Regions from separate parts of the Callithrix jacchus genome. Here region 1 is linked to region 2. The links are chromatin contacts, called in public Hi-C maps. All regions are on one chromosome and are shown on one strand. The core of a region is the stretch at or near the end of the contact, and the rest is flanking DNA. Distances in the headings are between cores, read along the strand shown.

Region 1 (5,229 bases), core at 460-2,959, 120 kb before region 2:
TGAGTAGCTGAGATTACAGGCATGCACCACCACACCCGACTAATTTTGTATTTTTAGTAGAGACAAGGATTCTCCATGTTGGTCAGGCCGGTCTTGAACTCCTGACCTCAGGTGATCTGCCTGTCTCGGCCTTCCAAAGTGCTGGGATTACAGGTGTGAGCTACTGCGCCCGGCCATCTGTGCCTTTAAATCCTATGCATCCTCAAGGTGATCCTAAATTTCTTCCAGGGGGCTTTAGCAAATCTTACCAGCTGGGAACTTCCCCTCACCTTCTCTGAAAGCCTCCCTCGGACTCCACGGATCCTTCTTTTGGGAGCATTATCTGGTTCTTCGAGATATATTCTGTTTTTTTAATATGTCATAGACATTTTGGGGTCCATGTGATATTTTAATCCATGTATATAATGTGTGATGATTAAGTCAGGTTACTTGAGATGGCCATCCCTCAACTTTGATCTTTTCTTTCTTGTTGGAAGCATAGACTATTCTAGTCACATGTACCTTTACTGTATGTTTAATGTAGGCATTCAACTCTATGTGTGAATCCTACGTTAGATTCATCATCATGCACCGTGCCTGACACTATGCTTTAGCTGTATTCAGTGTTGAGCAGACCTCTTGTTGAATGAAAAGAAATTTCCTTATTTTTCATAGTTCAACTGAAATATAATTTTTCCCAGGCCAGGTGCAGTGGCTTATGTCTGTCATTCCAGCACTTTGGGAGGCTGAGGTGGGTATATCATTTGAGGCCAGGAGTTCAAGATTAGCCTGGTCAACATAGCAAAACCCCGTTTCTACCAAAAATATAAAAATTAGCTGGGCATGGTGGCATGTGCCTGTAGTCTCAGCTACTCAGGAGGCTGAGGCATGATAATCACTTGAACCCAGGAAGCAGTGGTTGCAGGTAGCCAAGATTGCACCACTGCACTCCAGCATGACTCTGTCTCAAAAACTATACATACATTATATTATATATTTCCTAGAATATAGTTATCTATTTTATAATATAGATTTATTTTTATATATTTACTTATAATATATTTTTATATTTGTTATGTATATATAATATCTCCCAGTATGTCTCCATGAATGCCCCCACTAGCTCAAGGTCGGGGTGACATGCCCTATCAGTACCTCCAGAACATGCACTCTTCCCACCACTGTGGCTGTCACACTTATTCCAATGCCTTGTCACTTGCTTTCCCACCCACTAGACGACAAGCACCTTGAGGAAACACTATGTGTGTGAAGTCTCTACTGCTTGCATTGCACATGACAAATTGTGGGAGCTCAGTAACTATCTGATGAACAGATAGATAGAGAGATAAAAGGATGTGTGGATACATGGAAGTGGGGAAGGGGAGAGGGGGTAAAGTTGACCTTTCAGATTGCCTTAAGCACTATTTTATGATTTTAGAACCTTGAACTTGTCTTTGGGGGAAATTAGTCCAAGCTATTTGGAAAATAATACAGTGATCATTGTAGAATCAGGTGGTGATTTTCCTTCCAATGGACATTGCTTCTGGATGGGGCGGGGTCTGCTCTTCCCATTCTATGGGAAATTTCATGCTCCTTGGGCTAAGCTTGGCCCAGAACTTGGCAAGATCTCTGGGGCGTTCATTTTTGTCACCCATCCCCGGTAGGAGGGTGGATAGGTGGGAGGGGAACTGTTTTGGGAAAGAGTGCTGGGGAGTGTTTGTGTGTGCGATGAGTCAGGCCCCAGAGCTGGGAGCCTTCCTCTCTCCTGGCTCTCTGTGGGGGTAGTTCTCACCAGTCACTGGGAGGGTAGAGGATCACCAACTGTCTTCGGAAAGTTTGGAAAGTTTTCTTAGTCATTACGCCAAGTCAGCTGGAGCTTTATGTAATGGGGACAAGCAGAGGTATGATGGCATCAGACCGGCTGCTTCTCTTTCGGCAGCGGCTCTCACCCCTCCCCTCCTAACTGCCAGGGCTGGCGACCCGCCCTACATATAAGAGGTGGCATTTGGGGGCGAAGGGTCCCTGCTGTAGATGTTTGATTCCCACTAGGAAAGAACTTGGGTTGATTTAGAGAGGCCCTCGGGAAGGGCTGCGTGCGCTCTCAGCGGTGCCCAAACTCCTTTTGTATCCAACATCACGTGGCGGGTGAGAATCAAGCTGGGCTCCCAGCACCTCAGAACTCCGCCGCCTGAGCCCCAGCCACAGAAGACCCGCTTCCCTGGCCACCACGGTCCCGCTCCCATGCTGCTGGCCGAGGCAGCCTATTTCTGCTCTCTTACCTCCTCACTCTCCAGGCACCGGGAGATGCATCACTGGGCTTCCTGTCTCTGACACTGAAGCCAATTTGCCTATCACAATTCGAGTTCTGTCAGTGACAGCTCCAGATAGGGCCTGAAATAATGTTTGTGTGTGGACATGCATGTGCCCGTGCGCGTAACGGAGAGAAATACAAAGAGAAATACAAAGAGAAACAAAGAGAAGGAAGGATGGGAGAGGAGAGGTTTCAGGTCTGGGAGGAGAAAGGATCATGGTGACTCACCTGGCTGAGGGGACCAGGGCCACTGGGAAGAAACAGCAACACCCAGAGGTCTGCGGAGAGTTGCAGGGCCTTCCACAGGCCTCTTCCAGGCAGCTGAAGGCATGTTAGAGAAGCTGGGGCTTGTCCTCCTTTGTTACTTACAGGGAGAAAAGTACAGCAGGTCCGAGAAATGCTGGGGCCTGAAGCTTTGGAAAAGATGAGATGGAGCATTGTTTCCGTTGGGAAGCAGAGTGCTAAGGAGTAGCATCATTGCAACATCACGCCGGGTGACTTCCCAGAACAAGAAAGAATGGATACAGTTAAGAAATTAAGGTAAGAAATGAGGATACATTTCCTGACAATGAGGAGGGCTGGTCTGACCCAGTGGCCCCAAAAGAGAGTTTCAAAATCAGGCCTCTGGGTATCAAGCATAGACTGAACAGCAGGAGGGGATACTGGCAGGGCAGGACTAGCTGGTGGTTCTGAGATCTCCTAGCCCCACGTTACAGCTCCGGTCCTTCCTCAATGCCAGGAAGTTGTGTAGGCGCTAGAGGTCTCCCAGAAGCCAGAGGGAAAAACCGGAAGGGAGGACTGCAGAGGGGACTTGAGATGGAGTGGGATCACAGCAAGCGGGGAGGGGCGCGAGGATGTCTGGGAGAGAGCCTGGAGAGTTTCATGCCCAGGCTGGTTTGAGATCCATTCCTGGATGGGTGGGGACAAGGGTGGTGGGAGAGGTGAAGCAAGCAAGAGAAGACACAGCCTCTTTCCCTGCTTAGGGGCCTGGGGGCAGGGCAGTGCACAACAGGACCTTCTGGGTGCCATAGAGGCCAAGCCGAGTGGAGGCTGGAGCTTTCCCTGAACCCAGTTAGGAAGGAAGGAGAGAGGGCTGGGAAAGGAGGGAGAAAGAGCAAAAGTTTCCCAGCGCACCACCAGGTGCCAGGTGGGGACAGTGTGGAGATGGCTGGAGGCTGCAGCCCTGGGCTAAGGCAGGGCTATGCTTTGTCTGAAATGAAATCTTTTATTTAGGCTGTCGCCTTCTGCCTCTGGGCTCGTGGTAAGACGGTGGCAGACTGCTCTATTCCCATCCTCACAAGCTGAGCCCCAAGTCCCTGGAATTTCATGCCCTCCCACACCTTCTTGCCTATTCCCATAGTGCTGGGACATTTCTATTGTTTCCAGTAGATTATTTAGGACTTGGGGGAAGTCTAAAACAAGCCCTAGCCCATGGCACTCAGTACCTCTTTCATGTGTGCCCACCTTGCCCTGTTCTTGGCTTGGATCTGTTTGTGTGACTGATGACTCAAGCTAGGCCTTCCTTCCTCAGTCTACAGCTGTTCCTGCCTCTTCCTGGACCTTAGAATCCACAGATCCAGCCATGGTGTCTCAATGGTATTGCTGGGTTTCCTCACTGGCCAGCTTCTAACAGTAGAGAAGGCTTAGAGCAGAGAAGTTATGCCTGCAGCCGTCAGAACTGCACTGCCCAGGCTGAACGCTGGGCTCGCACCTGCCAGAGGTGGCCCTGAGCAAGTCACAAAATGCCTCTGCTCGCACTTCTGGAGGGAAGGCTGGGATGATTATTTACCTGGAAGATGAGCTGTGGGGACTGGAAGCCAGCATGCACGGAACATCAGCTTTGCTCTGTGGAAAACCTGGGTGGCTCTCAGGCATCGTGCGCTCCCATATGTAATCACACTTGCCCCAGACAGCTCATTCCAGCGATGCTGGCCGCCTCCCTCCTGTACCAAGAACAGCCCATGCTCAGCCCCAGTTTTATGCACATAAATGTCCTCCCACCTCCGGTACAGCTACTCACACTCCCCCACCTTGAGGCCGCACCAAAGTGCCGCCTCCTTCCCAAAGCCTTCCCTGATCATCCCAACCCACACAGATCTCTTCCTGCTTTGCCTCATTGTGCTTCCAGCCAGTGCCTTGAAATGTAACATTTCCATCATAGAATAATCCCATTTGGGAGCTGGAGGAGTCCTTAGAAATGGCCCCAGTCGGTTTCTCTTAACCAAAAGGACTAAAAAGCAAGAGGTGGCCAGGCGCTGTGGCTCACGCCTGTAATCCCAGCACTTTGGGAAGCTGAGGCAGGCAAATCACAAGGTCAAGAGATCGAGACTATCCTGGCCAACATGGTGAAACCCCGTCTCTACTAAAAATACAAAATTAGCTGGGAGTGGTGGCGCGCGCCTGTAGTCCCAGCTACTTGGGAGGCTGAGGCAGGAGAATTGCTTGAGCCCAGAGGGTGGAGTTTGCAATGAGCTGAGATCATGCCACTGCACTCCAGCCTGGCAGCTGGTGATGGAGCGAGACTCTGTCTCAAAAAAAAAAAGCAGGAGGTACCTCCCCATGACATCCTGGCGGCACCTACCATGGGCCTTGCCAGTTGGCCACCACAGTCCTGCTAAGCCTGCTGCTGCTTCAGAGTCCTCCTCAGCACGGTGCTCCAGGAGTCAGTACCCACTGGTCATTAGCACCACTGCCATTCACAGTCCAGGCGATGAGACTTCAGCTATAACTTGGTGTAGCTAGAGCTTTTGCAGGTACAGGGACCCACTTCAAGGCCGAGGCCTGGGGCTAGAACTCTGGTTTAACTTCTATCCAGGGCTCCTCAGACGACGCCAGAGGCCTCTTTAATTGTTTTTTGATTGTTCTCTACCTGTGAGTCTTGCCTTCCCAACCAGGGAATTCGAGCTGTGATATTTATGGGGATGTCCTCCCAGCACTGA
Region 2 (5,599 bases), core at 2,062-4,561:
ACACAGTGTGCTGTAACGGCCCCCTGGAGTAGATGCTCAGTAAACATCAGTGAACTGGAATGAGCTACAGTACAGGATTTGTACCAGCCAGACTGGGTTTGGATGCAGGTCTCCCTGGTAACGTTGGTAGGCAGAAAGTTTTGCCCATCCCGACCTTCCTTCCTTTGTCCTTGGATTCCGCAGACCCACGGTGAGGGTGCTGTGTGGGGGAGGCACTGCTTGCAGGGCATCGACTTGGCTGAGGCGTGTCCTTCACCTTTGTGGTCTCCTTTGCAGCCCCTCCCACCTTTACAGAAACACCCCCCCAGTACATCGAGGCCAAGGAGGGTGGTAGTATCACCATGACCTGCACAGCTTTTGGGAACCCCAAGCCCATCGTCACCTGGCTCAAGGAGGGGATGCTCCTCGGTGCTAGTGGGAAATACCAGGTAAGTGTGGTTCTAGGTAGGGCCCCTGCAGTCTCTTTCCCCTTGTCCTCAGGGCAGCCCCTGACTGCAGGTGACCCCTGATGCTATGTGCACAAGCACAGAGGAGGCTGGAAAACTGTGGCCTGGCTCAGCTGCAGGCGTCTTTGTGTCACTGGTGGGAGGTGGGCAGGGGGGCACCTGGCCTTCGGTGTCCCCAGATGCGTGTCCCTGTGTTTACCTCCTTACGTGTTTCCAACTGCATCTTCCTGCTTGAAGGTAGCGGTGCTGGGTGTGAGCGTGGGTGCTGAGCTCTGTCTGTTTTGGGCCCCCAGGTGAGTGACGGCAGCCTGACAGTGACATCGGTCAGTCGGGAGGACAGAGGTGCTTACACCTGTCGAGCGTACAGCATTCAAGGGGAGGCTGTCCACACGACCCACCTGCTTGTCCAAGGTAGGAGCCACTTCCTCAACCTCTTTACCCCCGGGCTCCTGCAGGGATGTCCAGTCCGGCTGAGCTATGGAAGGATTTTCCCAGGGCTCAGTTGGGGCTGGTGGAGGTGTGGGCATCCATGAAGAGCCGTGTGGGGCTCCTGTGCGCCACCTGCAGTCCGGGTCAGAGCTCCCACGTGGGCTGCTTGGGAGAGGGCTGGGCCTGCAGGCTGTGGCCGGGCACCACATGGCGTGGCAGAGGAGCCCCTGCTGCATGGGTTTCTGGTTTCTCCTGATCAGATAGCATCTCTACCATGTCTCCGCCTCCCTGGGAGAGGAGACCTCCCTCGGGTCATCTATCCATTAGTGATGGCATCAATAAATAAAGATAGAAACTCAATCCAAGCCCCAGACATTTAAATAACACAGTGGGCATTTGGCAGAGCTGGGGTCTGTACAGTCAGCACGGGGAGATGCCAGTGTGCCCTGCCTGGAGCCCCAGAGTTCCCCAAGATGGGCCAGAAACTGCACAGGACAGGGCAGCATCTAGGTTGGGGGGTTTCCCCACTGTGCTGAGCTCGGCCTCCTGCTCGGCCTCCCCAGACCTGCCTCCTGGAGGAACTCTGGGGTTGGGCAGTTGGTGGCAGCTGCACGCTCCTCCTGCCTCTGAGTGCTGAGCAGCAGTCAGGGCTGGAGGTCCCTCAGGAGCCTGGATGGAAGCTGTTCCCTCTCAGGGGAGACTGGGCCACAGCTTTCCCCTCTGTTTGCACATCCAACACCAGGACTGCTGGACTTTCACCCTCTGCTTACGCCTAGGCGTCTGCACCCCCACCTGCCGTCTTTATTTCTGGCTGGGGAGTGGCACATAGACCTGACTCCTTGAGACTGGATTATTTCTTGCCCCAGATTTGAAGAGAGCTGCCTTTCTCCCTGCTGCGTCTCTGGCCAAGGCTCTGCTGGGAGAAGGCGGGCAGGAAGGTGGTGTGTGTGGTGGGTGGTCTGGGGAGCTAGGTGCGGGGGCAGGGGTGGTGGACAGGATGCCGGAGCACACATAGCATCTGGAAGCATCTGCATGACAGCTGTCCCCATCGCAGGGTTCAGGGCACCCCTTCCTGGGCACTGAGGGCTCCCAGGGGGCCTGGGTGCTGCTGCGATCCCTGATCAGGTGAGGTGGGATTTGTTCCCTGCTCTCCCCAGGGCCCCCTTTCATCGTCTCCCCTCCTGAGAACATCACCGTCAACATCTCCCAGGATGCTCTGCTCACCTGCCGGGCAGAGGCGTATCCAGGCAACCTCACCTACACCTGGTACTGGCAGGACGAGAACGTCTACTTTCAGAAGTGAGCACTGTGCTCTGACTTTCTCACTGGGGTCACCGCCCCAGCCCCCATGGGCAGGGCCCCTGAGAAGAAACTACACGGCAGGCTGCCCACAGCTCTGGGATCTGGGGGGGCGGGCGGTCTGGTCCGTGTGTCCCACATGCCAAGGCCAGGGTCTGCATGGAAGGGCCCTGGGAATGCCAGAGGCATGGGGTTTCCTTGCCACATCTGGGGCAGTGATGGTGACTATGTGTCTTCAGCAAGACCCCCTTCTGCCCGCCCAACCCCCTGTCTCTGTGCCGCTTTGCAGCGACCTGAAGCTGAGGGTGCGCATCCTAATCGACGGGACCCTTATCATCTTCCGGGTGAAGCCGGAGGACTCGGGGAAGTACACCTGTGTGCCCAGCAACAGCCTGGGGCGCTCCCCCTCCGCCTCGGCGTACCTGACGGTGCAGTGTAAGTAGGGGTGCAGGGGAGCCTGGGTGGTGGGGCCCCCAGAAGATTCTGGTATTAGCCAGACTGTAGGCTGGAGGGCAGCAAAGACCAAGCATCATTTGGGGGAATGTGGGTAGAGGAACAAATGAGGGAAGAAGGAGGATGGCTGGAGAGGAGGCTGAGGCCCTGGCCAGTCGGGGTGGACCAGCTCCTCCTTCGTTGGCCAGGCGTCACTGTTCAGTCAGTACATCTCATCAGCTCATTGCAGGCTGCACTCAGGAAGACACCCTTCGAGCAGTTCCTTCTGGATGGTGGTCCTCGGGCTGAAAGCTGCCTGCACCTCTGTGCCCAGAACCAGTCACTCTCTGGTGCCCTTTTCTCGGGTGTCTGATGGAGCATAGCCTAGGCCTATGTGGGGTTAGGTTTCTCCCAGCCTCACTCCCTGCCTTGCCACACCGCATCTGTGTTGGGGGTGATGTGATCCAGTTCCTGTGCTTGCTCCTTCTGGCTTCTGGGGCTTCTCTCCTTGGGTGGCTGGAGATCCAGACAGATGAGCTGCTCCTCACCCAGACATTTGAGGGCTTTTGTGCAAGCACCACTATTCAGCTTGCTGATCTTTAATACTGAGCAGCCAGTTGCTTTCCGGCCCCCTGGCAAGCTGAGACCTGAGACAGAGAAGGATGAGTAATGAGGAGTAATGTCCTCCTTTTGATTTGCGGACGGCCCTGTCACTCAGGCAACAAAGGCTGGCGTTGTTGCTGTAGACGACAGACTCTCCATCATTTGCCGGCTGGTGTGGGCGGATTGCTCACACCCAGTGACAGGGAGTGGCAGGGGTGAGAAGTGGAACAGTCTGGAGACAAGACTAGAGTCAGTGAATGAGCTGAGGACAAATGGAGAACGGCTGGTGGCCCCTGGAAGTGGAGCTGGTCTGCTGCTGCGCAGAGCTGGATGTGGACGTGTCCACCATTGGTCACGGTGGTGGAGCATGCTGCCCCTGCCGAGCCCCATTGGACCCTAACCTCGCAGTCTCACTGTTTCCTCTCTCTGGAGTGCATTGCCTCTCTGCTTCAGCTGTCAACCACTTAAAGGGCTTTTGGTGTGTTGTATTCCCAGGCCCAAGCTTTAGAGAGCTGTGAGGCCCAGGACAGCACATCTAGCTCCCCAGAGCTGCAGCGGGAAAAAGCAAGTCAAGAAGTTATTCATACGTGATTTAGGATGGGCCCAAGCTGTGCTGGGGTGGGGAAGAACTGCAGGAAGGAGAGACCCGGCCAACACAAAGGTGTGCCCCGTCCCTCCTCGCTGGACACAGTCTGTGCCACCTGGCAAGGAGGTGGCCATGGTGGGGCAGGAGGAGGCAACAGGTGGTGGCCTTTGGAAGACGAGCTGGCCAGGACGAAGGCTCCCACCTTGAGGCCATAGGCCATCTGTCTTTCTGGAGACATGTTTTGCTTTTCCCTGTTTCCCCGGTGCCAGCGTCACCACCCACTCCCCCTTGTCCTTTTTTACCTTCTCCTGCCTTCAAAGAAAATCCAGGGGGTTGAGATTTACAGGTGGGTGAGACAAGGATTTTTATTTCTGCTAAAAAGCAGTGTTCAGAGTATTTCCCATTCATAAATGCTTTGAAAACCTTGGAGGGGGAAAAAAACTCTACCATGCAAAAGTAGGAAGCTATGTCTAAATATATAACTCGGCCTGGTATTTATGTAATGCTGTTCTCTGAAGAGCTCAAAACGCTTAAAAGATACCAGCTCATTCATCCTCACTGCCTTCCTAGTTCTGGATCCTTCTCCTCTGTAGCCCTCAGGGGAAATAGGGGAGTACTGAGAGGAGGCGACTCAGCCTACACCACAAGAGGTGTGGGGTCCTTGTTGCTCCTCCTAGAGACGGCATCTGGCTCTGTCATCAAAGTTGGGGTGCAGTAGTGCTATCATGGCTCACTGTAGCCTCAAACTCTTAGGCTTAAGTGATCCTCCTGCTTTAACTTCCAGAATAGCTGGGACCACAAGTGTGTGCCACCACGCCCAGATAATGAAAATCTTTTCCTGGTAGATTTGGAGCCTTGCTGCCCAGGCTGGTCTTAAACTCCTGGCCTCGTGCAGCCCTCCTACCCCAGCCTCCCAAAGTGTGAGATTACAGGTGTGAGCCACTGCACCTGGCCTGATTCTGCATTTCAGCTGCACAATCAGATGGGGAAAAGTGATGCCAAGGAAGGCTGGATAGCTAGCAGAATGGGAGGAAACATTCCCCTCTTAAGGTTAAGCCTATGACGGTCTTCCTCTTGGCTCAGGATGTGGAAAGGGGAATTGCTTGCTGCTCGGGAGACGGATAAGGAACAGTTGGGAAAGGGTGTGGGCAGATGTTGGCTTTGAGGTTCGGGGTCTAGGAACTGAGGGAAATGGACATTGAGAGTCCTCGCCCAGCGGGTAAGGTCCATGGCAGAAGCATGGCAGCAGTGTTGAGGATTGGAGTGGGCTTGGACGTACGTGCCTTTCAGTGCCTCCAGACATTTCGAGCAGAAGTTCTGAGCACCTGGGCTGGTGCATGGGCGGCCTTCAGCCTGGATTCTCACCTGGCTTCCCTGTGTCTGTCTGCTCTCCCACCTGCGCTTCCCCTGTGCAGACCCAGCCCGTGTCCTCAACATGCCCCCTGTAATTTACGTGCCCGTGGGGATCCATGGCTACATCCGCTGCCCTGTGGACGCAGAACCACCGGCCACCGTGGTCAAGTGGAATAAGGACGGCCGTCCCCTGCAGGTTGAGAAGGTACTAGAGAGATGCATGTTGGGGGTCAGAGTGAGGGCTCCCCCCGGCGCTGTAATACCACCTTTGGGCTCTGGATTTCTGCCAGGACTCCTGGCCCCTTTCAAAAGCCCTGGGAAAACAGCTGCTTCCGTAGGGGTCTGTGGTCTCCTGGGGTCTGTGGGTGCCGTTCTCCCCAGGCTGGAGCTGCTGTGCCATCCCATGTGCTGTCTGGCCCAGCTGGGACCCAGCCTGGGAGAGCTGGCATGG

Evidence for each region. A called contact is a pair of places that touch in the nucleus more often than the background predicts.
Region 1: a Hi-C map of induced pluripotent stem cells shows a contact between it and region 2, with 3 times the contacts expected there. The contact joins two enhancer-like sites. A contact is called at or near these places in 2 of 3 Hi-C or Micro-C datasets (induced pluripotent stem cells and skeletal muscle).

Annotation. Positions count from the first base shown.
Region 1 is chr10:33,912,876-33,918,104 of calJac240_pri, reverse strand. It overlaps JAM3 (junctional adhesion molecule 3), which reads right to left. Exons shown (of 16, transcript XM_078339878.1): 2 at 4,872-5,229; 3 at 4,080-4,233; 4 at 2,519-2,788. Among named protein-coding and RNA genes, the nearest start is that of JAM3, 15 kb to the right of the region's middle. Within about 2 kb of position 1,709, at least 4 of the 16 cell types and tissues checked have an H3K27ac peak or open chromatin away from gene starts, as enhancers often do.
Region 2 is chr10:33,793,838-33,799,436 of calJac240_pri, reverse strand. IGSF9B (immunoglobulin superfamily member 9B) reads left to right here. Exons shown (of 20, transcript XM_035265128.3): 4 at 277-428; 5 at 740-857; 6 at 2,033-2,174; 7 at 2,464-2,609; 8 at 5,211-5,353. Among named protein-coding and RNA genes, the nearest start is that of IGSF9B, 20 kb to the left of the region's middle. Within about 2 kb of position 3,311, at least 4 of the 16 cell types and tissues checked have an H3K27ac peak or open chromatin away from gene starts, as enhancers often do.